Regions from separate parts of the Sus scrofa genome. Here region 2 is linked to region 1. Evidence: chromatin contacts called from public Hi-C data. All regions are on one chromosome and are shown on one strand. Each heading gives the region's core, a stretch centred on a gene start, on an enhancer-like site or on the middle of the called end of the contact. The rest is flanking DNA. Distances are from core to core; before and after follow the strand shown. Region 1 overlaps AFAP1L2 (actin filament-associated protein 1-like 2). Region 2 overlaps ABLIM1 (actin-binding LIM protein 1).

The links. Hi-C and Micro-C count contacts between places; a contact is called where the count stands out from the background.
Region 2: a Hi-C map of omental adipose tissue shows a contact between it and region 1, with 1.7 times the contacts expected there. The contact joins two enhancer-like sites. A contact is called at or near these places in 2 of 47 Hi-C or Micro-C datasets (mesenteric adipose tissue and omental adipose tissue).

The regions. Positions count from the first base shown.
Region 1 is chr14:124,639,965-124,642,664 of Sscrofa11.1, reverse strand. It overlaps AFAP1L2 (actin filament-associated protein 1-like 2), which reads left to right. Exons shown (of 25, transcript XM_013983751.2): 14 at 1,079-1,290. Among named protein-coding and RNA genes, the nearest start is that of VWA2, 64 kb to the right of the region's middle. Within about 2 kb of position 1,439, at least 12 of the 83 cell types and tissues checked have an H3K27ac peak or open chromatin away from gene starts, as enhancers often do. A contact at or near this core is called in omental adipose tissue, where this site is marked.
Region 2 is chr14:124,863,756-124,866,455 of Sscrofa11.1, reverse strand. The region is part of intron 6 of ABLIM1 (actin-binding LIM protein 1); the gene reads left to right. Among named protein-coding and RNA genes, the nearest start is that of AFAP1L2, 130 kb to the right of the region's middle. Within about 2 kb of position 1,370, at least 5 of the 83 cell types and tissues checked have an H3K27ac peak or open chromatin away from gene starts, as enhancers often do. A contact at or near this core is called in omental adipose tissue, where this site is marked.

The DNA.
Region 1 (2,700 bases), core at 190-2,689:
CCCCCACCGGCACTGGCAGAGAAAGAAGCAGTCCCTGGTGGAAAGACCACAGGGCACAGATCTGGGCACTGGAGACGAATGTGCCCAGTTCCTGGCCTTGACAGGCTCTGTGTCTGCTTGGGAGGCTTACTTGGGAGCAGAGTGTCACTGTTTGAGGACTCAAGGGTTCTGAAGGCAGTAGAGCTGGGAGGGCCAAGGCCGGCCACCTCTGGGAGGAGGAGGAGGAGCTGGCTGAGGGGAGGAGGACTTTGCAGGCTGAGATTGAGTGGCCCAGGGATGGCAAGGTTGTCAGAGCAGCTGAGGAAACTGAGTCTGCAGAGGTGGGGGGGTTGCACCTGCAGCTAGGACATGTGGCTGGGGCGAGCTTCCTGTGCGGGGCCTGAGCCGCCGGCAGAGGCAGGGAGGAGGACAGGCCTTCGAGCCTGGAGATGAGGCAGGGAGGCAGGGGGTGTGTGTGAAGGAGTCTCCACTTGCACATGCATGCACGCCAACACACACAGCGCGCACACACAAACACACACACGGCCTCCTCTAGTCTAAGACCCAACTCACTTGCTTCTGGACACTTTCCAAAAACCAGTAGTGCTGTGCTGCCCACCTTCAAAAGGTTTAAGCTGCTAATGCAAAGGAGGGAGAAAGTCCGATTCACAGCCTCCGCAAGGTTGGAACTATTCTCGGGCAAAGCCTGGCAAGTCTTTTTTTTTTTTTTTTTTTTTTTTTATCTTTTTGCCATTTCTTGGGCTGCTTCCGCAGCATGTGGAGTTCCCAGGCTAGGGGTCGAATCGGAGCTGTAGCCGCCAGCCTACACCAGAGCCACAGCAACTCGGGATCTGAGCCACATCTGTAACCTACACCACAGATCATGGCAACACCGGATCCCTAACCCACTGAGCAAGGCCAGGGATGGAACCCGCGACCTCATGGTTCCTAGTCGGATTCGTTAACCACTGCGCCACGACGGGAACTCCAAGCCTGGCAAGTCTTAGAACTGAGATTCTGGAGGAGCCTCTCAGGGGGCTGGAGGCATCCCTGGCCGCCCCCCGCCACCCAGCGCCCTCAGCTGCATCCCTCCCCGCAGGTTACCTGAACGTGCTGGTGAACAGCCAGTGGAAGTCGCGCTGGTGCTCCGTCAGGGACAGTCACCTGTACTTCTACCAGGACCGGAACCGGAGCAAGGCGGCCCAGCAGCCCCTCAGCCTGGTGGGCTGTGAGGTGGTCCCAGACCCGAGCCCGGACCACCTCTACTCCTTCCGCATCCTCCACAACGGCGAGGAGCTGGCCAAGCTCGAGGTAGTGCTGGCCCGTGGGGGAGGGGCAGGGCCCAGGGGCAAGGTCACGGCCCTTGCCGCAGGTCCTGAGGACCACAGCCCCACAACGGGAGAGTCCACCCAGCGGCTTTATTTGTACTTCCTTTGCCTGAGATTGTTTGCATTTAAAAAAAAAAAAAATTCCATTCCCTTTCTGACCTCAGGGTGGTGGAGTTATAGGACCGGGACAATGAGCTATTTCCTGCACTTAGGGCAAGAGGAGTATTTATAACTCCCTGAGCTGCTGGAAAAACTTTCTGGGGATTCAAAGCGGGTTTGTGATTTTGTTTGTGTATCACCAGATGGGGCCCAGTACATTAAAATGCCAACCAGTAAGGGCTTATCTTGGGGGAGAATAGGGTTGGTGATACAATGACAGTAATCCCACTCCCCACCCTGCTTGATGTTATGTTCCATTTATAAAAATAAGAGGTGACATAATACCTTGCAATGAGCTGGGCAGTCCCCAGCAGAAGGCTTTACAGGCGTTTAAGAACACACCCCAGTCCACTCCTGTGCACCTAGCCCTGTATCCCGGGGTCTTCCTCCAGATTTTGCGCCAATGCTGCCCTCTGGTGGCTAAAAGATCCACATCCCTCTTCATCCATCCATCCTATTGACAGATACCTACTCAGTACAATAATATGGTGAAGAAGTGGAACTTACATTCCTAGTACAAGAGTGAGATGTTGCCCATCGATTACTTAAGGCCAGTTGCCAGAGAGCAGTGGGGCAGGTGCTGTGATATGTATGGAAGTCCACGTGCTGGGCAGGTGGGAGCTAAGTAGGGAGAGCTTGTGTGGGGCAGGGGAGGTGGGGAGGAAAGCAAGGTTGATCCTAAGAGGGGAGAGAGACCCTGAAGGGGTTCAAGGGAAGGTGGCCTGTTCAGATTTGGCTTCCCAGACACTTCTTCCAGCTGCCGGGGGCGGGGGGGGGGTAGGAAGGGATAAAATGAGAAGCTGTTACCATTGCCCAGGGCAGGGATGGTTGCAGCAGGAACTACAGGCCGTCCAAGGAAAAGCTGTGTTGAGAAATCCACTTGAAAATGAGTAGGAAAAGGAAAGCAATTAATGTCGAAATCCGCTTTCAGCTACCCCCTCCAATCACGAAAACAGGGCAAAGGGGTGGCAGAGCTGTACTGAGCAATGCCAGCCAGTAGCTGTTTTTCCTCATGAAAGGAAACCCGTAATATTCATAGAATTTCCAGGGCTTTCTCATTATCAAGCCAAGAATCAATCTTGGCATTTAAATAGAACTACCCAGCAGGTATGCTTGATGAGAATGCTGTATTGTCTCCTGGGAAAATATAGGCACCAACGTCACGGGGATTTAGTTCCTGATTTGTCCGAACGATTTGACCTGGTGTCAGGTGTATACTGAAACCGTAAACAAA
Region 2 (2,700 bases), core at 121-2,620, 220 kb before region 1:
CCAGATCCCTAACCCACTGAGAGTGGCCAGGCATTGAACCTGCGTCCTCATGGATACTAGTCAGATTCATTTCCACTGAGCCATGGCAGGAACTCCCCTCAATTTTTTTTTTTTTTAAATAGATGGAAAGGGAGTGAGAGTGGAGACAGGGAGGCCAGTTAGGAGAACTCTGGACACAGAACAGTGGAGGCACTCGTTGGAATCAGCCCTGAGAAGTGGCCGCCCATTCCCCACACATAGGGAGGAGGAGGGGTTTTCATGGCCTTTCCAGGAGCACTTTCAATGTGAGTCTGACGATGGTCAGGGCTGGGTCCTGGGTCCTGGGGCTCAGGGTGAAGCACATCCCTAGGAAAACTATTGGAGAAGATGAACGTGACCCATGCAGAGGGCAGCTTGAAGTCCAGTGGTCTTATCACAAGATGCAAAGTGCAATGGTCCTTTCCTATCCTCTGAATGTGTCCTTGTGCCTCCATGGAGCCCCCAGCACTGCTCTCAGGAGGGGACCTTGAGTGGGACCCGACAGCATCTCCTTTGGGCTTCCCAACTTTGATCTGCTGCCCAGAACTGAAATAAACCTGCAGAGTTGGGAGCAATTGGGAAATCTTAAAACGTCAATAAGGGAGTTCCCATTGGGGCACAGGAGAAATGAATCTGACTAGTATCCATGAGGTTCGATCCCTGGCCTCACTCAGTGGGTTAAGGATCTAGCATTGCCATGAGCTGTGGTGTAGGTGTAAGACACAGCTCGAATCCCAAGTTGCTGTGTCTGTGGTGTAGGCTTGCAGCTGTAGGGCCAATTTGACCCCTAGCCTGGGAACTTCCATATGTCATGGGTGCCGCCCTAAGCAAACAAACAAACAAACAACAAAAACCCTCCAATAAGGAGTTCCTGTTGTGGCTCAGCAAGTTAGGAACCTGACATAGTACCTGTGAGGATGTGGGTTTGATCCCTGGCCTTGCTCAGTGGGTTAAGGATCTGGCATTTCCTCGAGCTTCAGCATAGATCACAGATGTAGCGTGGATCCTACATTGCTGAGGCTGTGGTGTAGGCGGGCAGCTGCAGCTCCAATTTGACCCCTAGCCTAGGGATGTCCCTATGCTGCGGGTGTGGCTGTAAAAATCAAAAACAAACAAACAAACAAACCCTCAAAACCCACCAATAAGATGAGCTTTAGACTTATCGTGATGATCAATGTACAAAAATCCCAAATCCCCATGGGGTGCCCCTGAAACTCATACACTCCTGTGTGTTGATTCTAATTCAATCACAGATACATAAATAAGACAGTCTTAAAACACCAGAGTTCTTGCCCAGATGTTTGGCTGTGGCAAGAAAGGCGGGAAGACAGGGAGCCCAGCTGCCAGCTTGGAGCCCCCACATGTGTGGAAAGCGTGGGTTAAAGCAACCGTCTCCTCAGTCCACACATGGGGACTGTGTCCCCTCAAAAGAGCTGGGGAGACGGGGAAAGGGCTGGCGTGTGTGATTTAGCTCAACAGCTGTGGGAAGGCACCTCTAAAATAAAACAAGGCCAAGAACATGCCGTTTTGAAGACACATCTGCTTACTCTGGTGTGTCTTCCCCCCCCCCCACTCCCACCCCCGAAGGCCTGAGTAAATCAGTGTCCTCGGCATCTGCCAGGGCCTGGCATCACCAGGACTGGCCCCAGGCCTCCTGGGGGGCGCTGGGTGAGGGTGAAGGCTGGGCTGCTGTCCACACAGGCCCTCAGAGGTGGGGTTTTGGCAGTTTGCAGTAGGGTTCTGGAGGATTCCAGACCCACCCAGTGGGCGTGCCATCCCCTCAGATGGGTGTGTGGCCTCAAAAAGTTCCTGCACCGTGAGCATCCTGACACATGACAGCTCGTGAGTCAGTCTGGCTTGGCTCCCTGTACAAATCAGGACTGGTCTCCACACTCTGCCTTTTATCCTCTGACCCACTGTGGGCGAAGCATGATGATTCTGGATTTGTTGTAAAGCCTGTAATCCCTTTTTTTTGTTTTTTTTTTTCCCGATTTTTAAAATTATGGCAAAATCCGCATGACATAAAACATACTATCTTAATTTTTTTGGCCACGCCTGCAGCATGTGGAAGTTCCTGCACCACAGCAGCATCCTGAGATGCTGCAGTGACAATGCTGGATCCTTAACCCACTGTGCCACAAGGGAACTCCCTTAAGTATTTATTTCTAAGTGTACAGTTCAGTGTATTAAGTATATTCGTAATGTTGTGAAACCATTACCGCCATGTGTCTCTATAACTATGTCTTATAAAACCTAAACCCCATAACTTATTAAACAATGATTCTCCCTTCCCTTATTCCCTCAGCCCCTGTCTGGGACCATCTAATTTCTGTCTCTATGAATTTGACTACACTGAGTATCTGATATAAGTGGAATTATACAGTATTTGTGTTTTGGGGGATGGGCTTATTTCACTTAGTATTATGTCCTCGAGGCTCATGTTTCAGCATGTGACAGGATTTCCTTGCTTTTTTAAGGCTAATATTCCATTGTATGGATATGCCACATTTTGTTATCCATTCTCTGATCTTTGATTTTTTTTGTTGTTGTTTTTTCTAATTGATTTTACCCATGGAGATTGTAAATGGTTTATTAATTCCCCATGTCTTCTGTAACCGTGGTGGCTCAAAACAACATAAATTTATTCTCTCAAAGTTCTGGAGGCAGAAGTACAAACATGAG